4 separate regions of the Mus musculus genome follow, and all the other regions are linked to region 3. Evidence: chromatin contacts called from public Hi-C, HiCAR-type and HiChIP or PLAC-seq data. All regions are on one chromosome and are shown on one strand. The core of a region is the stretch at or near the end of the contact, and the rest is flanking DNA. Distances in the headings are between cores, read along the strand shown. Region 1 has its middle 31 kb from the start of Gm31715. Region 2 has its middle 41 kb from the start of Gm31715. Region 3 holds the start of Zswim6 (zinc finger SWIM-type containing 6). Region 4 holds the start of Gm31715 (a long non-coding RNA gene).

The links. Hi-C and Micro-C count contacts between places; a contact is called where the count stands out from the background. HiCAR-type assays count read pairs that join an accessible place to other places. HiChIP or PLAC-seq counts read pairs in DNA pulled down with a chosen protein or histone mark.
Region 1: a Hi-C map of uterus shows a contact between it and region 3, with 2.3 times the contacts expected there. The contact joins the enhancer-like site here to the promoter of Zswim6 in region 3. A contact is called at or near these places in 4 of 39 promoter capture datasets (the 3T3-L1 cell line, cranial neural crest, embryonic stem cells and 1 more), 7 of 484 Hi-C or Micro-C datasets (cerebral cortex, cortical neurons and uterus) and 9 of 115 datasets of contacts at active chromatin or transcription factors (astrocytes, craniofacial prominence, embryonic basal ganglia and 6 more).
Region 2: a contact with region 3 is called in a HiCAR-type map of astrocytes, with 3 times the contacts expected there. The contact joins the enhancer-like site here to the promoter of Zswim6 in region 3. A contact is called at or near these places in 9 of 39 promoter capture datasets (the 3T3-L1 cell line, the C10 cell line, cranial neural crest and 6 more) and 8 of 115 datasets of contacts at active chromatin or transcription factors (astrocytes, craniofacial prominence, embryonic basal ganglia and 5 more).
Region 4: a contact with region 3 is called in an H3K4me3 HiChIP or PLAC-seq map of neural tube, with 5 times the contacts expected there. The contact joins the enhancer-like site here to the promoter of Zswim6 in region 3. A contact is called at or near these places in 3 of 39 promoter capture datasets (the 3T3-L1 cell line, cranial neural crest and hippocampal neurons), 5 of 115 datasets of contacts at active chromatin or transcription factors (astrocytes, embryonic forebrain, embryonic hindbrain and 2 more) and 1 of 9 other capture datasets (embryonic stem cells).

What each region holds. Positions count from the first base shown.
Region 1 is chr13:107,237,280-107,244,848 of GRCm38.p6, forward strand. No RefSeq gene overlaps it. Among named protein-coding and RNA genes, the nearest start is that of Gm31715, 31 kb to the left of the region's middle. Within about 2 kb of position 1,647, at least 11 of the 459 cell types and tissues checked have an H3K27ac peak or open chromatin away from gene starts, as enhancers often do. A contact at or near this core is called in uterus, where this site is marked.
Region 2 is chr13:107,165,814-107,173,392 of GRCm38.p6, forward strand. No RefSeq gene overlaps it. Among named protein-coding and RNA genes, the nearest start is that of Gm31715, 41 kb to the right of the region's middle. Within about 2 kb of position 3,013, at least 135 of the 459 cell types and tissues checked have an H3K27ac peak or open chromatin away from gene starts, as enhancers often do. A contact at or near this core is called in astrocytes, craniofacial prominence, embryonic basal ganglia and 5 more, where this site is marked.
Region 3 is chr13:107,886,562-107,893,864 of GRCm38.p6, forward strand. Zswim6 (zinc finger SWIM-type containing 6) reads right to left here and starts at 3,503. Exons shown (of 18, transcript NM_145456.3): 1 at 3,043-3,503; 2 at 3,033-3,041; 3 at 3,025-3,030; 4 at 3,020-3,022; 5 at 2,836-3,017. The coding sequence starts at 3,488.
Region 4 is chr13:107,204,698-107,211,767 of GRCm38.p6, forward strand. Gm31715 (a long non-coding RNA gene) reads left to right here and starts at 5,836. Exons shown (of 3, transcript XR_382872.2): 1 at 5,836-6,193; 2 at 6,872-6,927. Within about 2 kb of position 3,149, at least 12 of the 459 cell types and tissues checked have an H3K27ac peak or open chromatin away from gene starts, as enhancers often do. A contact at or near this core is called in neural tube, where this site is marked.

The DNA of each region.
Region 1 (7,569 bases), core at 397-2,896, 650 kb before region 3:
TAATTCAACCTCATGCGAAGATATTAATTTGGCAAGCTTTGAGATGCAGAAGGAATCTCTAAGGTCGATTTCTCTCTAGTCACAGAAGTAAGGATTTGTTTGGGTTTCCATTGCTGTAAAGAGACACCATGACCAAGCCCTACTCTTATAAAGGACTGTAAAGGCTGGCTTACAGGTTCTGAGGGTCAGTCCATTATCATCATGGCAGGAAGCATGGCAGCATCCAGACAGGCATGGCACTGGGGGAGCTGAGTTCTACATCTTGGTCAGAAGGCAGCCAGGAGAAGACTAACTCCCAAGTAGCTAGGAGGAGGGAGGGCCTCAAAGCCCACTCCCCAAAGTGATACATTTTCTCCACCAAGGTCATACCTACTCCATGAAAGCCATACACTTGGGCAAACATATTCAAACCACCAGAGGATTCTAATACAAGTCTGTTTGATGTTATAACTTGTACGTCAGCCTAGATACCCAGACTCACTTATGCGGTGGGTATGTGACTTATAGCGATATAATGATCCATCCTAAGATGCAGTTTTACTATTGAATGACTATGATGGTTTGCTATCTTACATCTTACTTATAGAGAGGAGTATGTCAAGAGTGGCACTGAGAACAGCGGTGACAAAAACAAAAACAAATATGATAGCAAACTTCATTTAAATGTCACCATCCAGAGGAAGAATCATGCCCCTGTTTGGAGTGGGGAAGGAGACTACCTCATGCATTTTTGAAAGAATGTTCGTTTTTATTTACCTTTGCTTTTGTTGTGCTGGGGATTGAGGCCAGGAGCTTCCTCTGGTTAGTTTATATTATACAGTCTGTTCAGAGAGGATGCTGCGTGCTGACACTTTATATACATTAGCTGTGGTTTTAGATATGGTTTCCCTAACAGCTGAGCATGGCCTGAGGCAAGGAATTTGGTTATGGTTTAGGATGTGGAAGCGTAGGGCAGCAAACGTCAAGGCATGGTACATGTGGATCGATAAGACGACACTGTCCTGGAGATGCTCCTGCCCTGCTCTTCATGATGAGCTAGGCTCTCTACTCAGCCTGTGTGCCTTAAGACCCTGCGCAGCTCTTCTAGAAAGCCTGGGTGGAGAAGCCATGCCTCATGCTAACTAACTGAAGAACAGAAAATGCCCAGATCTAGTCTGTGTAGAGTGCTTTGGAAACAGGCACTCATGGTCCATTCTTTCCTGGGGGAGGGCACATTCCTACATTGGCTAGATGGTAAACAAACGATTTAATCGTATAAGGATACTAATAGCAGGCCTCCTGGTGAACTGAATGTTTTTTTGCTAGCAGGAGAGTCCTTATCCGTGGAATGCTTTTAGCAGAGTGTACTTTGGTGTCTAGGATTTCTTAGGTAAACAACGTTGGAGTCCTCTGGTTTATGAGACACAGCCCTCTGGAAAATGTCCTGTAAATTATGTAAATATCTGAGTATAAAGTGGAGATCTTTCAGATGTTCCCTGAACTCTGGCTACTTCTGGACAAGTAGATGGCCACATACCATTCTTGAGAAAGCTCGTGTATTTTCTTATGCCAGAACCCTTCTGATGCAGGAGTAAAGAAGTCCCGAGAGGCACCCCTGGCACTTCTCAAACTCCTGTATCCATGTTTCCTTGTTATTTGCGTCATCTAAGTTATAGCAGAGCTTGGATCAGGCATGCCGTCTCCAGTGGATGCGCCTCACTTGGCCATCTGGCCTCTGTAGTGCCTTTTGCTATCTTGATTTATAGTCATTTCCTTATCGATAACACTTTAATTATCTAGCATTTCATAACTTGAAGTACTATTGCGAAGCACAACCCTGACCACATCATTGTCTGTGTTTTGTCGTTTCTTTTGAGTGATTCCAAAGAGGACTGGTCTTTTCTGAACTGCTTTCATAGCCACTAGAGGGAAGCCTCTGAAAGTTTTTGCCTAGTGCTCTCTCTCTTATGCTCGCTACTACAGGAAGAGAGGAATCTAGGGGAGAGGGGAGGAAAGAGAGGAAGAAGTGGAAGCAGAAGGGAAGTCATTGTCATTGCTGTCACTAGGTCCTCTGTAAGCCCAGCCTTTCCACCACTCTCTGGGACCATCATTCTGTTTCATCACCCTTCTATTCTCAGTTCTTAGAGACCTGGTTCCTGCTCCAAACCCTTTGCTTCTTGGATTTCCTTGCTCTTTTGACAATAATTAACTCCTGCCTCAGGTACTGAGGACACCCAGCGTGCTGTTTCGCCAGAGAGCCACATTCGGCATTATGAGCTGACTTTGTAGTGTGCACAGGATGCTTAGCCCAGGATTCATGAGTAATCATGTAGAGCTCAAGATGGGTAAATAAGGCGTGGCCAAGCAAGCATTGATAGAGGCTGCTATACAAGGATACATAACATGCCTTAGGAGCCCACAGGCAGGAGAATTAATCACAGCATGAAGATTCAGATAGGTAGTCATATTGAGAGCTTCCCAGCCTAGCCTGAAGCGACTAAAGAGGTGGCCTATGCTGGTAATACCTCTGAATAAGTAGTCTATAGTCACTCTATCATCTGCTCCCTTGGAAGACACCAGATTAAAGTAAGTTGCAGTGGCTCTGAGTTGCTAAAAGCTTGGGCAGAGTTTCTCTGTTCTGGTGCTTTGAATGAGACTGCCCCAATAGCCTCATATATTTGAATATTTGATCTCCCTTTGGTGGAACTGTTCGGGAAGGATCAGGAGGTGTAATCTTGTTGAAGGAGATCTGTCAACAGAAACAGGATTTGAGTTTCAAAACCCTGGGCTACTCCTTGTGTCTCTCTGTCTAATGCTTGTGGAACAAGGTGTGAAAGCTTAGCCACTGCTCCAGTGCCATGCTTGCTGGCTTAATGTCATATTCCTCACCATGATGGTCATGGATATTTCAACCCTCTAAAACTCTAAGCTCCAATAAACTCTTTCTTCTATAAGTTGCCTTGCTCATGGTGTCTCCATAACAATAGGGAAGTTACTAAGACATCTAATAATGTCCTTTCTCTAGACTTTACTAAGGACGCTAGCTGGTCTCTCTGGCCACATTCTTCTGTATAGGAGGAGTATCCTTTGCTTCAGTAGACCCTAGCCCAGGGATGAATTTGGATGGGTTCTCACCTTTGCTCAGATGATTACAAAATCAAAGGGTAGAATGTGACACTCCTCACCTTGCACCCATTGCCTTTCTGAATTGTCTTTTAGAAAATTGTGAATGTTCTATCAGAAAAATCATCCAATCAGACAAACGTTTCACTAGTTGTTAGGAAGCAGTACACACTCCCTTCCTACTGCATGGATGAAGTGGAAAACTGACCACAAAAATGCACGTGATACGTGTGACCACACCCCGATCCACCCCTGGTCTTTCTAAAGCAGTGGTTCTCAACCTTCCTCATGCTTCCACCCTTTAATACAGTTCCTAATGTTATGGTGACCCAATCAGCAATTAAATTAATTTTGTTGTTGCTTCATAACTAATTTTGAAACAGTTATGAATCATAATGTAAGTATTTTTGGAAACTTAAATTTGTCAAAGGGTTCGTGACCCACAGGTTGAGAACCACTGTTGTAAAGTGTGTTTCTAGAAAGTACCAACTGCTTATTCATCCGGTTTCTGACAAACTGAGGAAAAGTAAGATGCAGAAGATACAAAGGGAGACTGGGGATTGTTTGGAACTGAGACAGCAACATGAAAAAACAAGTTGTAGTTTACGGAGGGGCCTTATGGGACTATCTGCTAAGCCAGGTTAGAAAGTTGCCCTCTCTCTGTGTGCTTCAAACTCTGTGGCTGAGTTATACTGTCCACCCATAGAAGCAACTGGATGTGAACATTTTTCTTTTTTTTAATTAGATATTTTCTTCATTTACATTTCAAATGCTATCCCAAAAGTCCCCTATACCCTCCCCCTGCCCTGCTCCCCTACCCACCCACTCCCACTTCTTGGCCCTGGCATTCCCCTGTACTGGGGTATAAAAAGTTTGCAAGACCAAGGGGCCTCTCTTTCCAGTGATGGCTGACTAGGCCATCTTCTGATACATATGCAGCTAGAGACAGGAGCTCTGGGGGGTATTGGTTAGTTCATATTGTTGTTCTACCTATAGGGTTGCAGACCCCTTCAGCTCCTTGGGTACTTTCTCTAGCTCCTCCATGAATGCTCTTTCATGTTACACTTCTAAAGTTGTCTTCTTCTTCTTCTTCTTCTTCTTCTTCTTCTTCTTCTTCTTCTTCTTCTTCTTCTTCTTCTTCTTCTTCTTCTTCTTCTCCTTCTCCTCCTCCTCCTCCTCCTCCTCCTCCTCCTCCTCCTCCTCCTCTTTCTCCTTCCTCAAAAATTTTTTAAATTAAGAACATTTGGAAATAAAACAACAAACAAACACTTCATTTTTATGTGTTACTAAGATATGAGGTCTGGGAAGGCATCACTGGTCACAGAAGTACTCATTTTTCTCCCCTCCCCTCCCCTCCCCTCCCCTCTCTTTTCCTCTCCACTCTCCTCTTTTCTTCTCTCTTCCCCTCTTCTCTATACCCTGCCTTCTAGAGCACTAGCTTCAGACTACAGTTCTCAGTGTTCCATCTTTTGAAAACTTCAATGAATTCTTTAAACTCCAGTTTGAGGGGAAGTCCCCGAGGTGAAGGAGAAAAGAAAGTAATGTTGGTGTTTGTGGTCTTGAAACAGAGAAAGAAGTGCTGAAAGGCAAGGAGATCAGGCTTAATGTGAGAGTGTGATTCACACAACATTTTCCAATGAACTCACACATGATTTTTAGCAATAAACCAACAAGACATTCAAAGATGATGGATAATCAGAATGGATCCTTATGATAGATTGCACAATGATGATGACAATAATGATGATGGCTATGATGATGATGGTGGTGAATAAGAATAGAATGGGTAAGAGCGAAGCACCTTCTGAAAAGCTGATATAACTCACACCACATGAAGGATTGCCTATAGAATTAGAAAAATAAATTCCATATAGTCTTGTGAAGTTTTCCACAGCAAAAATTGTGGTCAGAGAAAAATATTTCAAAAAAGAAATAGAAAAGCCCAGAGAAAAATGAAAAGGTAATAGAAAAAGACGGGACATGAACATAGAGAAATAGAAGAGAACTCAGTTCAAAAACAGTGAACGTGATGAACAACACAACTATGTGTACAGTGGCAGGTTTGATGATAGCACCCAAAATGAAATTGGAGAAAAAAAAAGAAGTAAAAAGATTACAAACAAAGTACTGGATATGGAAGAAAATAAAGGAGAACAAAGATATTTTTTAGGCAAAGGATGGAGCAGACATGATTTCAATAATAAAAGGCATCCACTTCTTGCTCCATCTCATCACAATTAAAAGCCTGGCTCAGCCCATGCAAGAGTAACAAGCCCTATCATGAGAGGGCTGCTGAGCATGAAGTGAAGAAGGGTATGGGCACGAAGAAAACAAATTAAATCACAAATGCAGAAAAGCATGGCTGCCCTTGTCTTTCTTCACAACAGTGTTCCAGGACCAAAAGAAGGGGAGGCAATGGTTATGAAGCCTTCAAGGAAACAAAGTGTTGATAAGCAATTTATTGTCCAAGCAAAGGGAAGTCTAAAGGCAATGGATCCTCACCACAGTGCAAGTACTTAGTGATACAGGAGTTCTTGGGAAAAATATCCAATGGATCCAGACTTGATTTAAAAGAAATATAATCAGCTTATTAAATGGTTTGAGCTTTATTCAGACAGATGAGGAAAACAATTGCCTCACATTCTCCAATACCGTCTTCATACTTTTCTAGAAAAGCCTTCCTTTTTAAACACTTTACATATTGGCTTGATCCTACCATTTTTCAATAGTTTCAAATATCTAATACCCAGTGACACTCCTAGCCTATAGATGTCATCTACTTATTGCAGTAAAATGCCCAAAGATAAGCAACTTATGAAGAGGAAAAGTTTATTCAAATTCACTTTTGGAAATTCTAGCCCATTACTGGGTGTATCCATTGCTTTTAAGTCTTTGAAGTGGAGAACATCACATGGGGGGGGGGGGGAGGGTGACATAGCAGAAATACCTACTTTATGGTGAGGAAGTGAAAGAGAGGAAGGCAATGAGGCTAGAATCCCATAGTTCCATTGGAAGCCATACTCCCAATGACCTAAAACCTCCCATCAATCCCTACCTCTTAAATGTTCTGTCTCAGTAGAACAGACTGGGGACTAAGTCTTTAACATAGCCCATGGATAAGGCATATTTTAACCCTTACCTGCTCCCCACATAAGGTTGGATTCCTATACCAAAAATTCTCCTCCTTTCTTCTTCATTTTCTCATAGATTCTCTTTTATGAGTTCTTCCTCTGATGTGGATAGTGAGAAGGAGAGATGGGAGAACGGGAAGAGGGCTACTTAGAATGGTACCACAGGATAACTACGTGCATGCTGTTATCTCTGATTCATTCTGTGTGATTGTAGTGAAGTGTTAGCATTCCCAACTTGTGTTTGTGCCAATGATTTTGGCATCCTTCAAGTCCCCCTTCTGTCAGAGGGCAAGTGATATTCTGCTAATTTCTTTCCTATCTCCAGCTCAGCTTTTAACTTTGCTGATGGACTCCAATGAACATTCTGAAGTCTCCTAGAATGTTTTTTTGTTTCTGGAATCTTCTTGCTTGGAAGCCGCCTATCCCTTAGACTACAACTAAGCTATCACACCTTAGCTGTCCTGTGGGTTCTTGCCTCTTGTCTCTGTGGGAGACCAGAATGTACATCCCTAAAATAGGGAAGATTTTCTTAGCTTAAAGCAATTAAAGAGCAGCAGAGGACTAGTCTTCTACGCCCCTTTCCACCCAAAACAAGCTATAAATTCTTCCTTTATGGAAGACAACCCTACCACGCAGAAGCGGCACCGTGGGGATTCACAAACAAACCTTACTCCATTTGTTTCTTCCCAAACATTTATCTTCTTGTAGACTCTTGCCTTTGGAAGCTGAGGCTCCTTTCCTTTGTCTTGTCGCGCCTCTGTAAATTTATTACCATTTGTTGAAGCTGCAGTAAAAGCCAGAGTTTTCTGTCACTGCCTTGAGTGCCTTTTGTGAATGCTTCCCCCATGTGATAAGACTGCACACATAAATAGACATGCTTGGTTTTTCTCCTGCTGATCTGTCTTGTGTTACAGGAGTTTGCACCACCTACGGATTTATGAAGATTGAGGAGAAATCTTTTTTTTTTCTTCCCAAGAGGAAACTCATACATCTTACCATTGACACATCTGGAATGTGGGTTCTTCTTCTATCTCCTGAACCCTCTTGCTTTCTTTTACAGGTCTTTTTATTTCAATCCTAGTTAGATCCAGGACACAGTCTCAGCTAGATGGGGCAGCATCTTTCATAACAAGGAGTCGATAGGCAACTGTTAAAAAAAACTCAGCTGGGATGTGGAACATTCAGAGGGTGGATGAGGGGTGGAAAATGTAATATGGAGTGTAAAAAATAAATTAATTTAATAAAAAATAAAATTACATGTAAAAAAGAAAACCCTCAACTGTATAGTCAAAAGTGATCATTTCAATCTGCTGCCTTTTTTCTGCACTCCATTCTG
Region 2 (7,579 bases), core at 1,763-4,262, 720 kb before region 3:
CCTTTCTCCTTCTCCTTCTCCTTCTCCTTCTCCTTCTCCTTCTCCTTCTCCTTCTCCTTCTCCTTCTCCTTCTCCTTCTCCTTCTCCTTCTCCTTCTCCTTCTCCTTCTCCTTCTCCTCCTCCTCCTCCTCCTCCTCCTCCTCCTCCTCCTCCTCCTCCTCCTCCTCCTTCTTCTTTGTTTGGTTTTTCAAGACAGGGTTTCTCTGTGTAGCCCTGACTGTCCTGGAACTCACTCTGTAAACCAGGCTGGCCTCGAACTCAGAAATCCACCTGCCTCTGTCTCCCAAATGTTGGGATTAAAGGCATGTACCACCACTGCCCCTAAGTGTAAGTCTTGTATGCTGCATATTATATATATATACACATATGTATATATAAAATATATATTATATATGTGATATATATAATTGGACTACAGCTCCCTACTGATTCTTAGCTATACTTTTCTTCAGTCTTGTTGAGTAGATAGGATCTACTGAAAGCAGCCAAATGTCATGTCCTGGGTCCCACTCTGCCCTATCTCTTTTCATCTTTCTATTTCTTTCACCTCTTCAACACACACATTCTCTATCCTGCTATAAGTAAACTCAAAGCAAAAAGCCAGAAGCCAGCTCTGATTGGCAACTCTCTGGAATAACTGTTAGGTACCGTGGTATATGTCCCAGATGTGGGCATGCGCTTTTCCTTCTAAGGATCCAGGATAAGGAATAATCAGAGAAAGCATGCCTCCACTAAGCCAAGGAAGCTGGGAGCCAAATATATCTTCCAATTTCATAGACGCTCAAACCCACACAAGCTTAATGAAAAGGAACTTGAAAGGCGAAGATTATCACATTGCTTTTAGGCTCCCTGCCTGATTACTTTTAGGTGCTAAGTGCATGTGCCAATTTGTCTGACTGACTTAATGGTTTCCCTTTATGACATTGTTAATCATAATAATTATGGTAACTTACATTTGTTTATCACTTCACAGTTTTTAAAGCCGTTTTCTATCCATTATCTTATTAGATCTTCGCAGCAAACTTGGGAGGACAGATTTGCCAGGAGACAGTCCTCTTGCTGGGAATATCATCTTTATAAGCATGTGGCTTCAAGAAACATGAAGGTTGAAGAGGAAAGGGACACCAGGTGGCAGCCCAGATGCATCCACATGGACCGGCAGAGGTCACTCCCTCCTGTCCCTCTGACACCTAGGTGGGAGTATTTAGCCTTGGCTCCGTTGTACAAACATCACTCTAGCCCTGCTAAATCACTTTGCCGAACAACGGGATCAGTCCCAGATCTGCCACCCCTCTGACCTGGTCACCCCACCCGTCCCGGCAGAGAATCCCTATCTTATCTCTTCATATTATTCTCAGCACTGTTTTTTATTATTCACTGAAAGTACAATTGTAGCTCTGTTAGATTTCACTCTAAGAATGTGCAGCTTGGCCCTCTCCAAGACCTACAAGGAAGGCTGGGGGTGACTGGAGCAACTGTGCTATTTGTCTTACTTGTATCCAGAGTTAGCATAGCCTCGTGGGCCATAAGACCTAGAATTTCTAGCTGTGGGAAGCCCAGACTGCTCACTTCCCACTTAGCCCAGATGTTCAGCAGTTTTCACTCTCTAGCACTTAGACATGGTCAGGTGGCTTCTATAATCCCGCATCTATAGATGAGAAAACAGCCGGGAGGCTGTATAGCTTGCTCGAACAGCCAGTTGAGGGGAACAGTGAGAAGCCCTCACATCCTCCAGCTCCTAAACCAGGTATTGCTCCTCTATTTCGTGGTTCTCAACCTTCCTAATGCTGTGACCCCCTAAATACAGTTGTGGTGACCCCCAATTATAAAATTATTTTCCTTGCTACTTCATAGCTATAATTTTGCTACTGTTTTGAATCATAATGTAAATATCTGATATGCAGATGGTCTTATGCAACCCCTGTGAAACAGACCTTTGGCTCCCAAAGGGCTCATGACCCACAGGTTGAGAGCCTCTGTTCTATATGATAGGTGACAAATTAGTGTCTTTTTTTTGACTCCACACTCCTTTTAAAAGCTTTCAGAAATGGGAAAAAAATCCTGCAACCCTTTTTATTTAAAAAAAAAAAAAGACAAAGGCCTATTATTTCTCCATTTAATAAAACAATTTCTGCTACATGTTGAAGTCATTCAGAGTCAGTAGTAAAGCGTGTTTATTCTCAGCCCTGCTTCCTAGCCCCAGCCCTCAGGACTGTGCCCCCATGAACAGGAGTGACTGCTAATCACCATGCTCCAGCTCGCGCCTGCTTCGAAAACAGACGAGCCTAAGTCGGGTGAAGCAAATGGTCTGTTCTAGAAATTGTGAATGAGAATGAATAGTTGGTTCAATTTTATGGTTCATTTGAATGGAGGACAATTAAGCTCTGGGGATATAGCCACCATGTTTGGCTATTTGAACATTAGACATGATCTGGAGAAAGAAGCAGAAAAGCATGAACAAGCAAGAAGCGGGAGAGACCATGCAGAGAAAGAGGACCTGAACTCAGCAGCCAGCAAGAGCGGCTGCCTAGGCCGATATCTGTGGTTTAGTGCTGTCTCAAGAGCAGACACATTCTGGATGTATTCTTGCCTGTGGATCATAATGAGACAGTCTAAGGCTCTCCCCAATACATTGCTGGTTTCATGTAAATTATGTTGAAGAGTCTCTCATTCAAACAGCTTGGGCTTGGATGTTCAGGGGACCACTTTCTTGAATTATTTGCTCTAAGCATTTCTGTCTTTGGCTGGGCATAGGAAACATTCTATTCCAGCCGGTGGCTCAGCCGCACAAACGCTTGGCTGAATACATCTTCAGGTATCCAATTCCCTGGGTGTATCTCGGCTCAGTTGTACTGTCAAGGCAGCACTTCTCAGCGGTGCCTAGCTTCACCTTTCTTTTCAGTCCGCAGCTCGCTGAGAGCCACATCCAGCCTGGCCCTTGGGTGCTCTGTCCTCACTGACCCCCACGGCTCCGCTGCTTTGTGCTGCGCATGCCCGCCCCTTTCTCTTCCGCACTCATGCTGTTGCTCATTGTTTGCTAATGACTAGTTGGCAGGCAAAGGGAAGTGGCAGTCGGCCTGGCTCGCAGACTGGAAAGGAGCGTGTTTTTCTGAGAATGAAAACATTATTTGCTAAGAAGCACGTTCCAGCACTGACTCTTTCACTTTCAAAGTCCTGCTGGGCTCCTTCTGTCTCCAAGTGTCTGCACTGTCCCTTGTCACTTCCTCCCACCTCCTTCCCAGATGGAGACTGGCAGGGCCATCATATCTGGAGCCGGGGCTCCTGCATGACAGGTGTAGGCTCTAGGGGAGAAGCTAATAGGCTCTCTAGGAAGTGAAATGAAGACCAAAATAATGGGCTCTCCTTGCCAACCTTTGACACGTCTTGGGTTTTTCTAGAAGAAGCCAATAATTTGTGAGAAGATACAAGGTTCTCCGGTAGCCAGAAGTAAGTGTCCTAAGCCTGCACGATGAGCTTGCCTCACAGACTTGCTATTTGTTCCAGAGGAGGGCAGACTCTGACACCATTTCTCTGTATCTTCCTACACTCTATCTTGTTCCTCTGGAGGGCATAAGTCATAAGAGCAGGCCTTCTAGAAGCAGCCCTGACGGAGGTCAGGCTGTCCCTGACACCTTGCAGGAGGTAATGACGAAAATGTTGTCAATAATGTTAATCATTCATTTTCCCATTTTTAATCACACTCTACCAAGCCAGTTTTTAAAAATCTGCTTAAAAAAAAAAAGTCAGGCCTTTGGAATTGTGAGGCTCTCTAAGTGCTTCTCTGTCAGAGTAGGGGGCTGCCCCCCTGACTCCTCGTTCCCCCTTTAAACCACACAAAAGCCCTAAGAAAGCAAATGACTTTAAATATCCACACTGTTTTCTATGCATCCATAGCAACACAACAACAAGGAGTTCACCTGTTGAAGACAGTCAAAAGACATATTGGTAAATGCAAGCCAGGTACTGTCACAGAACATGGGTCAGTGGTGAGAGTCTAAATGGCTTTCGGTGACTATATTTTTTAGGCTTCTCGCCCCAGGATGAAGTGACAAGAAAAAAAAAAAAGCAACAAGGGCCTCTTGCTCACGAGGAGCAGTGGGTAATATATTTGTTTGTATTATGGGATTGCAGTTTTACTAGAAGGAACACTTGACATTTTGATGAGTGCCTCAAGGGATAAAAGGTACTAACTTCAGAACTTAGTTTTAATTATACTAAGGAGATTACATTATTCAAAAGCATCCCACTGGTAAGGTGCAACATTTCCTGAAACAGTTTAGTGGAAAATGCCACATTAATCAGTCCAATATTTCACTCAGAGGGCTTAATGATGGGAGAAGTTTAAAGTACTATAGCATTTGATAATGTAGAAGGGGGAAAAAAACCCTGAGTGTTCACTTGAGGAAAGGCTGGAATAGTTGTTAGTCCCTCTTGTGCCTTTCTCCATTAAAAGCTGCCTAGCCGTGTTAGGAGTTCAGGAGGGATCAACCCATGAAGCTGATCAAAAACAGGAAGACCCTGCAAAGCAGCAAACACATGCCTGGAGAAGACAGTGCTATGTGTGCGAGGTGCAACCGTCTGTCCAGCTGTACTGACCCACCCAGGCAGACCATGCCCTCTCCCTTCATTGGTCCAGCCTAGTGACATGCAGAGTATTTGCCTCTTTCTCGTTCAGACAGACAAAGTGGTAAACGCACAGGACTGCACGGAACAATGTGATCATTGAGTAATGTTTCCATCCTTTCCCACAACTCATGTTCCAACGACCATTGCCACGAGACAAGATTTGGGGTGAAAATTTGGTCTGAAAGACAGAAAACTTTGAGCCGGGCGTGGTGGTGCATGCCTTTAATCCCAGCACTCGGGAGGCAGAGGCAGGCGGATTTCTGAGTTCGAGGCCAGCCTGGTCTACAAAGTGAGTTCCAGGACAGCCAGGGCTATACAGAGAAACCCTATCTTGAAAAACCCAAAAAAAAAAAAAAAAAAAAAAAACCAGAAAACTTTGGGCTTACCTGATAAGATTTTTCCCATGGGTAAACTGAGACTCAGAAAAGACTGGGCTGCTGAAGAAGATTAGAAATTCAATCCAGGTATTGTTTGTAAACATGCAAATCAGCTTATGTTAGTCAAATTATAGGACCGAGGTTATTGCTTTTGTTTTTAAATTAAGTAAGACCAATTATCCTCATGGTACAATGATGTAAGCAAGGTATTGCAAACAACAGTGTGGTCGTAGAGGCCATGTGCCAGATCCAGTGATCCAATGAAGCCTTGGAGCCTTGGTGCTGTGGTTAAGATAAAGGCTTGTCCTCAAAGGCTTATGTAATGGAAGCTTGGTCTCAAGAAATCGGTGTTAAAAGGTAGTAGGCCCTTCGTTGTCTTAGTTAGAGTTACTATTCCTGTGATGAAATACCATGACCAAAGCAAGTTGGGGAGGAACGGATTTCTGCAGCTTCTGATTCTATTTTTTATTTTATTTTTTTAATTAGGTATTTTCTTATTTTGCATTTCAAATGCTATCCGAAAAGTCCCCATACCCTCCCTGCTCCACTCCTCTACCCACCCACTCCCACTTCTTGGCCCTGATGTTCCCCTGTACTGGGGCATATAAAGTTTGCAAGACCAAGGGACCTCTCTTCCCAATGATGGCCCACTAGGCCATCTTCTGCTACATATGCAGCTAGAGTCATGAGCTCCAGGGGTACTGTTTAGTTCATATTGTTGTTCCTCCAGTAGGGTTGCAGACCCCTTTAGCTCCTTGGGTGCTTTCTCTAGCTCCTCTATTGGGGGCCCTGTGTTCCATCCAATAGCTGACTGTGAGCATCCACTTCTGTGTTTGCCAGGCACTGGCAATAGTCTCACAAGAGACAGCTACATCTGGGTCCTTTCGATAAAATCTTGCTAGTGTATGCAATGGTGTCTGCATTTGGAGGATGATTATGGGATGGTTCCCCGGGTGTGGCAGTGTCTAGATGGTCCATCCTTTCATCTCAGCTCCAAACTTTGTCTCTGTAACTCCTTCCATGGGTGTTTTGTTCCCAGTTCTAAGAAGGGGCAAAGTGACCACACTTTGGTCTTCCTTCTTCTTGAGTTTCATGTGTTTTACAACTTGTATCTTGAGTATTCTAAGTTTCTGGGCTAATATCCACTTATCAGTGAGTACATATCATGTGAGTTCTTTTGTGATTGGGTTAGCTCACTCAGGATGATGCCCTCCAGGTCCATCCATTTGCCTAGGAATTTCATAAATTCATTCTTTTTAATAGCTGAGTAGTACTCCATTGTGTAGATGTACCACATTGTCTGTATCCATCCCTTTCTGCTTCTATTTTATAGTCTATCATCAAAGAAGTAAGGGCAGGAACTCAAGAACTCAGGAGCCTGGAGGTGGTGCAGAGGCCATGCAGGAGCGCTGCTTACTGGCTTGCTCCCATGGCTTTGTTCAGCCAGGTTTCTTACAGAACCCAGGACTACCAGCCTTGGAGTGACATCCCCTCTCCCCGCATACAATAGCCTGGGCTCCCCTCATCAAGCACTAACTAAGAAAATGGCTTACATCAGGATTTTTTTTAAAAAAGATTTATTTGTTTATTTTATGTATATGAGTACAATTATAGCTGTCTTCAGTCACACCAGAAGAGGGCATCAGATCCCATTACAGATGGTTGTGAGCCACCATGTGGTTGTTGGGAATTGAACTCAAGACCTCTGGAAGAGCAGCCAGTGCTCTTAACCTCTGAGCCATCGCTCCAGCCCCCTTACATCAAGATCTCATGTAGGCATTTTCTCAGTTGAGGATCCCTCCTTTCAGATGACTCTAGTTTGGGTCAAGTTGACATAAAACTATCCAGCACAGTCCCTGAGAGGTCCCTGAGAGGTGGGCCTAGTGGGCCTGCATTACATGACATACATCTTAAAGAAATAGAGTAGATTCCCAAGAGTGTGGATTATTATAAATAAGTGACCGTGGTCCCCTCATCACTCCTCTCTTTCCCAGTGTCTTCCAACCATGTAACATCACCTATCATGTTAATATAGCTACAAGGCCTTCACCAGATACTGCACCACACAGTTTGTGCTTTCTAGTCACCAGAATCACAAGCCAAAATGATGAAAACCAAAACCAAAACCAAACAACAATAAAAACCAAAAAACCATTTCCCAGCATTAGATGTTTTGTTAACAGTAACACAAGACAGAGTAAGTTTATTTTTCTTAAGTTCCCATTACAAAGGAACCAAAGATCTGTGAGCTAAAAACTGAAAACTGAGCTAGAGAGATGGCTCAGTTGGTAACGTGCTTGCCTTGCAAACATAAGGGACCAAGTTTGAGCCTCAGAACACATATTAAAAAAGAAGAAGAAGAAGAAGAAGAAGAAGAAGAAGAAGAAGAAGAAGAAGGAGAAGGAGAAGGAGAAGGAGAAGGAGAAGGAGAAGGAGAAGGAGAAGGAGAAGGAGAAGGAGAAGGAGAAGGAGAAGGAGAAGGAGAAGGAGAAGAAGAAGAAGAAGAAGAAGAAGAAGAAGAAGAAGAAGAAGAAGAAGAAGAAGAAGAAGAAGAAGAAGAAGAAGAAGAAGAAGAA
Region 3 (7,303 bases), core at 2,253-4,752:
AATAAGTAAACACGTTTCTATAAAACTTCCCTATATCCACCAAAGAGCAATTATTAAATACAATGATTTATATCTAATAATTCAATAGCACTTGCCAGTGCAAAGGTTTAGTGTATTTCTGAAAATCTACCCACCAAGCTTCATTTTTAACAAGCCCAATTCCCTACCGCTCAAGCCTTGGACAAGCTTTGTAAGATAAGGCCAACAACTAGGCTTCCTATGTGACCAGCCTTCAGGAACACTTCCTGTACAAATCCAAATTGTCAACAGCAGAAAACTGTCTATAATGACATCAATATAGTATTCTGTTCTTTTCCATCTTAGTTTTTGGAGTTGTTTTGGTTTTGGTTTGGTTTTGACTTGGGGGAGTGGAGGGGTGACTCTACAGCAATTCACAAATATAAGCTTCTTAAAGTATACTAACTCCAGCCACCACTTGATGCTAAGTTAGATATTTAATCTAGCTGGCCTCCCCACTCATCAAAGGTGGTCAAAACCTGATTCTACCTTTTCTAGCTCACAGTGCCAGCTGCCAGACATTTATTTAACAGCCTTCCATCTCGATGCTCACTGGCACATGTTAGAAAACTAGGATGTTAAAGAAACTGGCAGAACTTAGAGAAGAAAGGGGGGAAAAAACGTTTTTTACACAATTTGTACCGCATTTGTTTAGTACATTTGTAAGTATTTCCAAGAGGTCAAGTCTTCAAACAGTACTAGAAGTATGCTTGCTTCTTCAAGTCCACCTGGCCAACTGCACTCACTCAAGAGGCGGCCCTCCCCCTTTGGGGACTACTGACAAAGTTACTATTTTCTTTTACAACTTGCTGTTAACCCTAGCCTCTTCCACTGAAGGCAAAGCCCACGCTGTGTGTCTGTCTCCTAGAGAAGATTGCATCTTTTATTTATCGCCCCTTGGCTTTATTTTCACAGTGAATTCCTGGCTTAAATGCAATCAGCCAAGAAACCCTCCCTATGTGCTCTCCTGTCATTCCTCATTGCTCACAAGCAGAGTCAAACACAGCAAGGGGAAAGGGGGGGGCGGGGGCCACGACGCAACATTGCCAGCCAAGCCATAAAAATTCAGACTCCAGTTAGTTATACTCAGAGACCATGCATTTGATTCAATCGGCTTCAAACCGGCAGGGAAAGAGGAGAAGGTGGGCGGGGGGTGGGGGTGGTGGGGTGGGGAGTGTAACTAGAAAGAATGTTAATTAGATTTTAAAGGGGAAAAGGTGGGGGTAAGGATGGATAGCCTCAAAAACCAACCCCCCTCTTCGAGGGAAACGGTGCTGAGCAACACTGAGGGCTGTCTTTGGAAATAAATGACCATGCAGAAAATCACGTTTTCAGATTACATTAGAATTCAAATTAACCAAACAGGATTAAAACAAATCTTCTGTGTCGGGGCCACTGTCCAGACCCCCACTCCACTCCCAAGGAAAAGGATAAAAAGATTGGACCATAGAGAGAAAAGAACAAGTTAAAAGAGAGAGAGAGAGAGAGAGAGAGAGAGAGAGAGAGAGAGACGGACAGAGGCAGACACAGCCTTTCAAATCTATCAATCCTCATTCATTTGCTTCGGGGTTCATCCCTACAATTTCAACCAGTGTGGGAGGGGGGTTATAAAATACGCCTTCAGCAATCCGGAGGAAAAATATGGGGACAGGGAGGCTGCGCTGCAGCATTGTTCACTTCAATCCAGTTCAAACGTTCCCGTAACTATGGCTGGAAAAGATATCTAATCAGAAGAAAAAGAAAAGCCCCGCGGAAGGCAGAGGGATTTGAGAAAACTCTCCTGGTCTGTCAGAGAAAGAAGGGCTGTGCAGCTTTAAATCACAAGCCCTTCTCTCGCCTTTGTCAAATATCTTCTACTTTACAAGCCCTGAAAAGAAATAAAGAGGCTCTTTTGTTTGCTTTCCCCTTTTCGGAGGGTGACAGAAAATTGAAAGGGGCACAAATAAACCCGAAAGGAGAACAAACTGCCGGGAGGTGCGGGGCGCGCAGCAGCGCAGGGGCGCAGGGGCCGCGGGGCCCCTCGGTGCGGACGCCGGCCGCGGGTCACAGCGTCGGCGGTGCTGCCCGCTCCCTCAGCACCGCGCCCGAACCCCGGGCTCAGGCAGAAGTCGGGCGGCGGGGTGCCTCACGGGACGGAGAAGCGAGAGCGGCGCCCCTCAGCGGCCCGGCCGGCCGTCACTGCCGGCCGGGGTGGCTCGGGGACCCGGACGCGGACGCCGCGGAGCTCGTTGCAGACACCTTAAAGCAGCCTGAGTACGAGGGGCCGGCCGGCTAGCCGGCCGGCCGTCGGAGCCCCGAGCGGAGCGGTGGCCGAGCGGGGTTGAAGGGATCGCCACCACCCCACCTCGGACCGCGGGGCGCGGAGCAGCGCCAGAAGAAAGGACGCGAGCCGGGCAGTGCAGAGCGAGCGCCCCGGTCGGCATTGTCTGCGGCCCGCGCCCCCTCCCCCGCGCCGCACGCCCCAGCCCGAGCCCCGCGGCCACCCGCGCCTTTGTCCACGCCCGCCCCGCACACCCGCACTCAGCCTGCCGGACAGACGACCGGGACGCCGACACCCACCACCCCGCCACCGAGGGGCGCGTCCTTGCTGATTCATTTCCCACTCGCGCTAGCCCGTCCGGGGAGACGGGGGCGGGGACCAGCGGGAGGAAATGGGCGCTCCGCTCCGGGGACCGTCCGAGTCGCCCGCTGCTGCACCGCGCGCGCCCGACCCGAGGCGGCCCAGGGGATCGGAGGGGAGACCCTGCCCTCCCCCACCCCCGAGGGACAGGAGGACAGACCGAAGGACCGACGGCCCGCGGCAGCCCCGTGACTCACCGACTTGCAGGACGTTGTCTACGCAGCCACTCTCCAGCAGCGCGATACCCCGGCGGAAGGGCAGCCGCGTCTCGTCGCCGCCGTCCGCAGCGCTGGCCGCCCCCACCGACGGGGTCCCGGTGCCCGCGGCGACGGCGGCGGCGGCGGCTGAGGTGGCGGCCGGCGAGGATGAGGAGCCGCCGCGCCGCCGCGCCGCGCCCGTGCTGCCGCCCGCCGCCGCCGCCGCTGTCGTCGCCGGGGCCGCCCGCGGAGCCGCCGCCGGTGTTGAAGGACGAGTACATGCAGATCTCCCGCTCACTGCGGGGAAAGGACCAGTAGACGATGCGGCGCTGCACCGGCTCCGGGATGCGCTCGAAGCGCTCCTCCACGCGCTGGAACGGCCACTTCTCCGCCACCCTGCGCGCTGCGATGTCCAGCAGAGACTCGGGGCTTTGGGTCTTGCCCGGCGGCAGCAGCCCCAGTGCCGCGCCGCCCCCGCACGCCGCCGCCGCCGCCGCACCGCCCGCCCGCGGGCCGGGCCGACAGGCAGAGCTGTAGCCGCCACCCGCGCCGCCGCCGCTGCTGCCCCCACCACCGCCGCCGCCGCCGCCGCCGCCGCCCGGCCGGCAGCAGAGCCGTTTCGCGGGAGGAGGCTGCTGTCCGCGCTCCGCCATGACCGCGCCGCTTCTAACCCGACAGCGGAAGTGCCGGGACCCTATAAACGGCACAAGGAAGCGCGACACGCACACGCCGTGGCGACGCCACGCTGCCATCTAGGGCCCGCCGCTCCTTGTAGGGGCACGGGAGGTGTGGCCTAGGCCGTGACGACATCGCCGAGGAGGAGCGCCGATAGGGAGAACCTAGGGGAGGGGGCGGGGCCTATGCAAATCACTGGGCTGAAACATAAATAGAGCGCTCCGTGGACACGGGGGTGGCGGGGGCACCCGGGTTGGGTGCCCGGTGGGCTGTGAGAATGTCAGGCTGCTGTGACGCGGGAGGCGGGGCTCAGGCGGGGTTTCCGCGGGAGGGGTCGGGCCGTCTGCCAAGGGGAAGGGTGGGTGGGTCTCTGCGCCCCCTGTCTACTCAACTTAGCCCTCCAGCGCCCTGCCTCCTTTTGATGTCCGCCGAGCGTGGACGCTCCTCGTGGGTCGCCGCGGGGCGGGGAGGGGGGAGGGTTCCGGACTAAATGGAGGGCGGGCCGACTGCTCGATGCCCCACCCCCCAGTCAGCCGGCCCCGCGGGGAAAAGCCTCTGGGCGGAGGAGGCGCTTTCAAAACAAAGAAATGCTGCGTGAAGCCCCGGGGACGCGGCCGAGAGGAAGGCGGGGGAGGCGCGGCCCAGGCCGCCTGCTTTCCTTCCAACCCGGCGAAGCGAACTTCCCCCACCCTCGGCCGTGGCTGCGGCGCAGGGGGGAAAGGGAGGAGGGCTGAGCTCAGCCACTGTTTTCCACTTCACTTTTCGCCGACCCAGGTGGGGAAGGGGCGCGGCTGCCCCGCGTAACTGCAGCGCACCCAGCCCTGAGCCCCGGGTTCGCTCCGGCCCGGTGACACGCCAGGGAGCCGAGTCGATCGAGCGCCCGGACACGCGCAGCGCTCGGATGCTGCCCCGCAGCCGCTGGACGCGCGTCCCGAGCCGGCCGCGCCGCCCTGCCCCGCCCCGCCCTCGCACTCTTTCAGTCCTTCGGGCCAAGAAGCCGGCCCGCCCGGCTTCACCCCAGAGCCCCAGTCGCCCTCTGCCGCGACCTGCTGCAGACCCAGGGGGTCGGGCCGCTCACTTAGAGCGCACACACGGGCAGAGAGGATCGCGCAAACTCTCCAACGCGAGACGGTTGTCGCTCACGGCCGCCCGGTGGCGGACAACAGCCGCGGGCGCTCTGGAATCTGCGGCGGGGCTGAGACCTGGAGTCCTTGGCGCTCCGGACGCGCGCTGCGCTCCCTGCAGCATTGGCGGCGCCCGACCGGCGGGTCCTCCCCGCTGCAGGGCAGCAGGAGAGCGAGCAGCGCTGGGAGACGGTGCCCGGGCGCCAGCGGAGGCGGAGAAACGAGTCCCCGTCTGAACCGGGAACCCTGCGGACATTGTTCTTCGCACTCTGCAGAGCTTGGTTAGATCTCAGCCAAGCCGCAGGCTTAATGACCACGTTAGACACTCTGACTTCTTGCTCCACCTTCTGTTTTTACTGTAAACAGTGTTAGAGATACTGTCCTATTGTTGGAGATAAGCCCTAGCTCCTCTGACACTTTCGCATATTGGCTACTCCCCACTGCCTACCTGGTCTGAATTTAAAGCAACTACGCGCGTCGGCGTTGTAAAGAAAATTGCCCACTCAAAGCGAAGGCCGCCCGAGACATTGGACGTGATCCATGTCGGGCATCGGGAGCCCCAGGCTAGAAGTCCCTGGAGACAGGACGCTGGCAGACTTTCCATAGCTGCTTGTTAGGAAAATTTTGGTGACATGTTTTTGTATATTCATCCAGTATTTTTCTAGGCACCTCCTCGGTGCCTAGGAAAAAGCCGGACAGAAAACTGGAAGAGCTTTATGGGCAAGCGGAAGAGGAAGTCCCTTTCCTCCGGTTGTTTAATATCTATATCTCTTTAAGAAATAATTTTAAGAGACTTTAAAACTTAGAGTATCGGAGCAGAAAGAAGGGTGAGCCCTAGTCTGTCCTCAAAAAGTCACGACAAAAGCGTGTGCAGTACAGGTCGCTGAACATTTCCACCCGTGTACACGGGTCTCTGAATTAGAAAGTTAAAAAGGACAGAACTGATGTCCTCGGACAGAATTAATGACTCATTCAGGGTCAGATGCGGTGTTGGTGGGAGGGATTAATTTCCGTTACCGGAAAATACATACCTTTAGAGGGGGCTAACATTTAAAGAATTTGATATCGCAATGAACTAAAAGAGGCTGGATCTAAGACATGGACCTTCCCTGGAGGGATCCAGTCATTTTTTGTTAAGTTTTTTCTGGGAATGGAACATAGGCCCTCCAGCGTCAATGCTCTTGGGCTGAACTATACCCCCTAGCCCTGGGGCAATCCAGCTTCATTTTCTAATTCAAAGAAAGCCCAAGGCCACTGAAGATGATCTAACCCTACTTGATCTCCCTGGGGTCTCAAACACTGCCCACTCTTCTTTTGAGTGGTTCCCCCCATTCTTGGGTTTCTCTGGCATCCTGTTGTCTCTTCTGTTCTGGACTCTGTTTCTGTCTCTTCCTCTCTGCCTCATTTGTTTGTTGTTTCTCTTCCTCCAAACTTTAATGTGCCCTCATCCTACAGCCTATTATGATCGACTTTTGATGACACCCCGTGGAAAGTCAAACCCAAAAACCTTGGCTCATCTCTTCTCAGTGTCCAGATCACAGCGCTCACCATCAGAGTGCCTATTTCAAACTTAAAGTACTCCCTTTCCGCTGCATTTCTTGTCTCCCAGGGTGACCTATCAGGGTCCCCCATGCTGCAGCAGTCCCCCTTTGATAACTTCTTTGATGCAGCCCCCCCCCCCCCCCGCCCCCATTCACTTTCGGTGTTGACTATCCCAGCCCCTCTCACTGCTCACAGGTGTTTCTTTTTGCTGTGCAGGGCCTTGTTGCTGACTGGCGTGTCTGTGTAGCCTATCCTCTCCCCCCCCCCCCCCCCCCGCAAGTCCCTTGAAATGGCTCTTATGCTGCCTACTGGGAAGAGACCAGAGTGACTATGATCTGTCTCGACCAAACCCAACTTTCCAGCCTTGTCTTTGAAAATGCAACTGAATTTTTCCCCCCAGTTCCTCAACAGGAATGCTGTTATGTCCCAACAGGACATGCCTGCCCCACACATTTGCTCAATACATTCCTGAGGCCTGAAATCTCTCTCTCTCTCTTTCCTCTTGGAATTTGTTAAATTCCTCCCCTTCCTTCAAGGACTTGCTTTAAAGGCCACTTCCTCTGGAAAAACCCACCTTGGTGTGTGGCTTCTCTCTAAGCACCCTTACTACTTTCTGTCTTAAGACATTTAGACCATTGCGCCAAGTATCACCCCGCTCCGAGCTACTGTCTTCTCTTTCTTGCCAGGTTACAAGTTCTCTGAGCCGTTGGGATTATGTCTGCTTCTCCAGACCCTCTGAGAGCCCCTTCCCCTGCTACACCAAGCTTTCTCCCCATAGCTAGCTACTCCCATGAACTTGGTGACTTGTACGTATGCCATCTTCTGCTGCTTCTTCTGCTGCTTCTCTATTTTAAGGATTCATGGTTGTTATTTTCCTGCTACTCGTATAAATTATTACTAAATTACTTACAGTTTCCCTTTCCTACCAGGCCTCTACCCAAGGGACCAAACCAGGATTGGAGCCATGTCCGGTGTCTACCATTAGGCAACGGTAGGGAACCAGACTGCTGAAAGGGCTATAACTCATCCTGGTATCACAGAACCCCACATCACAGTGAGGTCAGAAGATAGGCTCCCCGGTCAACTCCATAAAAAAAAAGTTCTCCCCGTAGCTGAACCGATGAACT
Region 4 (7,070 bases), core at 1,899-4,398, 680 kb before region 3:
AAAAGAGGTGAGTCAAACTGTGGGTGAGGTCACTGCCAGCAGTCAAAACACGTTCTCTTAAAGTAGATATTATGGTGAAAGGGGAAAGGTGTCTGACCTCATGTTCGCCATTTCTCCCAGCATGCTCATTCTAAATGTTCTTATTTTGGATGCTTTCTGCTTAATTGATGAGATTTATTGTTTTGTAACTTATCATGTCTGATAAGATTTTGAATTTTGTATACAAATGCTTATAATACACAATTAGTTTGTTTCTTCTTATTCAGTTTGTTTTTGTGGCACTAGGATTTGAACCTTGGGTTTCACAAATGCTAGACAGGAATTTTTCCACTGAGCTAGACCACTGGTCAAATGCATGGTGTGTTTTTGCCCTCAACCAGTTAGACCCCAATGACAGAATTTATTATTTTGTGTTTCTGTGGATGGCTGTTTTAACATAAAGTTATCCTAGGACCCTGAAGATCTAATGAGCATTCTACAAAGAATTTGTTTTGTTGTTGCCTAGTGGAACTAATTAAACACATGGATGGACAAATAAGTCAAACCAGGATGCTTCTCTAATTCATCCAAAAAACCTCCAGAGAATTAGAGCTGTCTCTATTGATATCTTAATTGCTCTGAATCATTCTGGCTCTTCTAGATCTCAATAAATAACAACCTTCATGTAGTACACACTTTTGAAATGTCTTCCTTCTAGTGACCCAGAATTTATTATTTTTCTGTTGGGAAAAGAAACTCACACTCCCACATTTCAAATGCCCTGAGATATAGATCTATTTTGTAGGTATAAAAACAATAAGAAATGCTGATAGTAAGCACCCAAGGTTCAACCCTTTCAAGTAAAAATAACCTTCATATTCTTTTACAGAGATGGACTAGGGTGTGTGTGTGTGAGAGAAAATGGGACCAATGTAAATAAATCAAGGCCATCTAATCAGTTCCTTTTTTCATTTGTTTTTTGGGGACTGTGTGGGTAAGAATTGTTCTCTAAGTCAGGAGGTTCTAGATATCTGTGTGGGTACATGGAATTCTTTAACATGGAGATCGGGCGACGTTTACAGAAGTTGCAAGTGTCAGTGTGATTATGTTGAAGTCTTTAACACAGAAACTGACCTACATTTACTAAGATGCAGCAGTGATATTTCTTTTGGGCAATTTGCCTCAGGCCAGTTGTTTAACTTTACTGTGGCTCAGTTTCCTTGTATCTAAAATGGGTAAAATAGTAGGAACTTTGTTCATGGAATGATGGTAGGAAAGAAATGAACTTATATCTGTAAGTTAGAGTATCACCAGTCTTAGAGGCATCTGGTGTTAGCTGCCATCACCATCTTCATGGTTATTATCTCTTTCCCTAATCATTATGTAGAGGAGAATAAGTTGGGCTTAAACCATCTTCAGTAATTTGTATTCCCCAACTTTATTTACTGAAGAGATAAAGATATCTAGTAACTTTTATGTTCTCCACTAACTTCTCTGTAGACTTTTCTTGGTAGTAGTTTTTGGAGAAAGGTGTCATGGGTTGAAAAGTCCTAACTACCTATCACTCAGAATGTGATCTTAATTGGGAATAAGCCCATTGTGGAGGTGATAGGTAAAATGACATCATATTGGAGCAGGAGCTTCTTGACCCAGCAGGATTGGGGTGTCAAGGTGAACCTTGGACACAGGGTTTCACAAAGATGTTGTATTGACGGGGAAAACATGATGATGGGGATCAATCAACATGTCCACACCACGGGCCAACACCATAGTTAAAAGAAGCACAGAAGACGCCTTTCCACGGGTTTCAAGGACATAGCCCTGGCCATGCCTTGATTTCAGACTTCTAGCTATCAAAGTATGCAGTAATAACTCCTGCCTGTAAGGTGCTCAGTTTGTGGTATCTAGGTACAGCAGCCATAGGCACTTGACACAGATGGAAACATACCATCATGGATTCTGACTCCATCAGTCTGATCACTGAAGCTTGAGATGAAGTTGGAATGCTGAAAAACTGTCACATTGTGTCTTTAGGTTTCGATCACCAATCAGTTTTTTTCCCTCTTCTGATGTACCTCTAGAGTCTTCATTCTATAAAAGACTTTCCTAACCACTGTAAAAATGGTAATTATATGGACACACACTCATTTCTGGCACATACTTAAATGAATCTCAGATCTTGTGCTTTCTCTCCCTCTATCCTGCCTTTCCTCCCTCCCTCTCTCACCTTTCTGCTTCTTCCTTGTTTTCTCCTTGGAGGCATAGTGGAAGGCAAACAGGCAAAGTTGTTTAGAATGTTCCGGATTGCAAGCAGGCTGTTTCCTGTGTCTGTCTGGAGAGAAGGGTGTGCATGTGGTCATTTCTGCTAATTTCTCCTCCATGATTTTTCTTCTCACTCACCTAACATCAATGCCATTGGATTTTTTTTAGGCCCCAAACTGCCTCTCTGTATGCTATAGGCACTAGCTAGATACTGCCCTCCATAAATGTAAACTTAAAATCTCCCATTTTCAGAAACATATACAACTTAAAATCAAACAGCCATTGAACATCTCTCTCTTTCCAGAGCCGGTCTGCTCATCCTACAGAGGCATGCTCGGATCCCAATAATCAGCCCAAGCAAGGTTTATTTTGTTTCCAGATACTTTCTTCCCTTGATGACCTGGAATCCCTTCTAGAATTACCAGTTAAGTTCTGTTCTTAGACAAATAACCACACAGTCAAATAAAAAAAAAATCGCACAAATACCTAACCAGGGATGGGGAAAAGATGCAAAGTATAAAAGCCATCCTTAACTCATTAGCCAATGGTCTTCCGACTCATGCTTACAGTGGTTCAGCCATGATCAGGCTTTGTTCCGATCAGCAGGTAGGGTTGGAGGGGAGTAGTTTTCACGACTGTTTCTAAAATACATCCTTCAGACAATTTAGAGTAAGCATGACTGTTCCACTCATCACTTAAAAATAAAATAAAATAAAATAAAATAAAATAGTGGCCAACTCCCTCCCCCATCCCGCTCTCTGTCTGGTGGTATTTGACAATGTTTACAAAACATAAATATAGCTTTGAAAATACGGAGTGTGCTTGTTCTGAGGTCCGGACCAAGGGCATGAACAAGAGCGCGTGCTCAGCCTGCAGGAGCCTCCTGCTCTGTATGTTTCTGAAGCAGCAGCTTTAGTTCCTTCGGCTCCTTGATTAAATCTTGATTAAAATCAGTGCCGCAGTTGTCGAATGGGGAGCGGTGCTTGCCTTCTTTGCTCTGTTGTAGGTAACATCACTTGATTGCTTCAGACAGTTAAAGGTGCTTTGGTAGTAAAAGGACAGCAAGATTAATGGGCAGTCATTTCCATAGTAACAGCAAAGCACTCTGGGAAACGGAGCCACTTGGGAGCTGGAGTTACACATGCCAGGATTTCGGCTCCCATGGCAACAGCAGAGTGTGGGGTGGAGACGCGCACACTTCGAAACTTAGCTAAGGTCCGCTCGCTGAAGACAATGTATAATCAGAGTTGTCAATCTATTTTAAAACTCGGAGTTAAAATAAATCAAATTTGAGGCCACAGGCTGATGCAAAACATTTAAAATACACTGTACATCCAACTGAAAATTTCTGAAGCATAAGCACAAATAGTTTAAGAACTATCCAATTGTGACAACTTGTTAGTTTAAAAAAATCCAATTACCCAGATTTTTGTCCCAGAGTAGCTGCAGAAAATTACACAATTAGAGCAATTTTTCTCAGCTGCTCCACTATAGAAAACGAAAGTAATTATACGAAAATAGTGTAAAGTACTTTCACAACTGCAAGTTTCGGGTTTGCTTTCTTTAGAAGAAATTCTGTTTCTCTTCTAGATAATCATCTCAACAAAAAGTTGGAGAGAGCCATCAGAGAGAGAGAGAGAGAGAGAGAGCAACAGCTAAAAGAGGAATCAAGAACAAAGCAAAAGGTAAATGTAACATTAAATGACTCACAAGAAGCTGAAAAGAATCCAGAAAAATCTAAGAACTCAGCATTGCAATTACAGTAGTAAGAGAATTCTGACACACAAAGAATTCTCCGTGGTTATTAATACCCAAGTTATCATTTTTGAAGGTCTCCTTTATCCTGCATGAAATCAGAACCCATTTGGGACATCAGCATCCACTTAACACAGACGTTCTTTTCCCTTCAGGTCTATTGATCAGGTCTATACATATATCACACAGGAAGTGTGGGGATTATCTGGTGATAACTTGTAGGTGGCTAATTACTGAGAGTCTATTGTAGCAAACACATATGTGTACATATTTCATTAAGAATGGTTATTGCCAGAAGAATTTGATGTTATTGTGTGTGCATGAATAGGGAAGTCAGATAATAGTGGTCCAGCCCAGTTTCTAGTTTGGTTGCCTGTTATACCCAGGAGGCTATGGAACCAATATATTCCTTTGGCAAGTGAAGACTCTTGTCTGTGTCTTAGAAAAATGCAAAGTCTGTGTGTTAAGGCTCACCCAACATCTATGTCGAAGCATTCTTTCAGAAAGTGTCTATGTAGAACTCCAATAAGCAACAGAAGACACTGAGCTGTGGCCATTAAAACAGCCAGCATTATTGGGCCATGCCCAACATCCTGCCTGTAGCAGATTGATCCATAAGTGGATGTCCTTGGGCTTGGCTAGTCAAAGTCATTGTCCAGGATTTTGGAATCTGGGATTCCATGAGTGGACCTGGTAAGTCAGCTGACTGAAGCTGCAAACTGTAAAGCTTTGAAGTTATTAGTGGCTATGATTATTGGCTCAAGGATAAACCTTCCAGAGAAAAGAATAAAGTCACAGAAAAAAGCAGAGACAGGAGCTGAAGGCCTTATATAGAGGATGCTGAGTCCCCTGTTCCCGAAGCTCCAGGAATCTGCATGTCCCGTGGCTTGAGCAAGTCCTTCCAGGAAGCTTTCCTCCACAACCTTTGCTTGCTTATTCGTTCAGTGGCTCGAGCTCAAGCTCAGGGGTTATAACTAATGTCGCAGCTATTTCTCACAGCCTCTAAAAATAGTGACGGAAGGAAGAAAGTACAGCAATGGCTGCAAAAATGGCCCGGGAAGGGGGCAAGCCATGGCACAGCAATCATTGAAGTGCCACTTCCCTGGCGATCAAAGGTTGGTGAGAAAAGGAAGTGGGGGTGAAGAGCCACTGCAGCCTGGAAGTCATCAGAAGAGTCAAACACATCTGCATCAAAAATCAAATCGGAGCTCAGCAGCCTCCCTAACTGCCCGCATTGGATGATGGGATGCCAATCTAGGTGGTCTGTTCAGTGTAAGCAGAGAGAGAGAGAGAGAGAGAGAGAGAGAGAGAGAGAGAGAGAGAGAGAGAGAGAGAGAGAGAGAGAGAGAGAGGAGATGAAGGGGATGCTGATTCAAGATAATTGCCTTGATCCAAAGAACTTGAGTTTCCAGATGCTCCAGAGAAAGGATGAAAATAGACCTTCATCAAGGCATATTACTGGGAAACTCAGAATGCTGAGGGCAAGGAGAGAATGCCAGACATCTCCACGCACGAGGAAGAGAAGTGGGTCACGCACAAAGTACCAGTCATCAGAATTTCTCCTGAATGTCTCAATAGCAACTCTACTGGGATAATGCCTTCAGTGTTATTTCCAATCCAGAATTCTATCTTTAAAGCAATTGCCAATCAAATAGAAATGGAGAAATGTATTTTCGGCAGGCCCCATCTCAGCAACATCTCTTCCATGCATATTTCCTCAGGGAACAATTGAGGAAGGTGCTCCACTAATAGAGAGTGAAACCATGGCAGAAGAAAACAGGATGGGGGTGGGGAGGGGTAGAGTAAGAAGGTAATAGCTTTGCAGGAATGAAGGGGGTGGGTGAGGTCCTGGCATGGCGGTGGGCCCAGGTTTAGAGGGCCACAAATCTACACTGAAGCAACTTCACAAACGTTTGAGCTCAGTTCTGTGTCTGTAGCCACACGTCCCCCAGACAGAAGAGGCAAGCCTGGTGAGAGGTAGCGAGACTGCATTCATTATCATTATCTATAACTGTGTAAACAATTCCCCAAAGCCTGCGCCTGAAACCAACACAAATGCATTATCATACGCTTTCTATTGGTCAAGAGTTTAGGCAGAATTTGCCTGGAGCTTCTGCCAAATTTCAGTCATGGCTGTGCTCCGGAGTTCGGGGCCATAAGGAACTCTCAGCAGTCGCCATGACAATGTGCCAGGCAGGTAAGCCAACACCCTTTTTATTCATTATTTAATTTATTTATTCACTTCACATCCCAATCACCCCCTCCCAGTTCCCCCACTCACACCCCCTTCCCCATTTCCTCCTCCCCTTCTCTTCTGAGAAGGGAGTGCCCCACCCCGTATTACCCCACCCTGGTGCATCAAGTCACTACAGGACTAGACACATCCTCTCCCACTGAGGCCAGATAAGGCAGTCCAGTTAGGGGAACAGGATCCACAGGCAGGCAACCGACTCAGGTACAGTCCTTGCTCCAAGTAACCATAGACACAGCTTGCTCACTCATGTAGCAAGGATCATTAGGAAAGACTTCTGGAAAAGCTAATTAAGGTGACCTGGCTCAGCTGACCACGCCCCTTTCCAGCTGTCCTGCTTTCTTGTATAGGGCACATGGATATAATGGTAGGACAAGCCAAAGTCATATTAGCATCATGAGGAACAGGTTTAGATAATACCAGAGACCTTGAACATTTGCACGAAACTAAATACTGTTAAGATTCCAGACTTTTCACTACAGGAGAAATAGGAACCCTAAATTCTGAAGTCACCCTGACTGTGTCTTTTCTATCAGTGGCTGGATGCAATCTGTGTAATGAGAATGCACAGTATTATCAGGGGTGTGCTTTGTCAATGATTGGATTTATCAAATCTTTCCCTAGGATCTGGTTTCTGTGGGAGAAATGGAAACGAAAGTGTGACAGTGGGCAAACGTGAGGTAAGAGGAACCTGGAGAGTCAAGGTGGGAAGGAGAAAGAGGGGCCAGGCATTAAATGCAGTGGGTAGATCTTGCCCATCCCAGCTTCCTTTTAAACACACAGATCAAGTTAGAATAGTGTTTGAATAGAAACAGGCAAGATA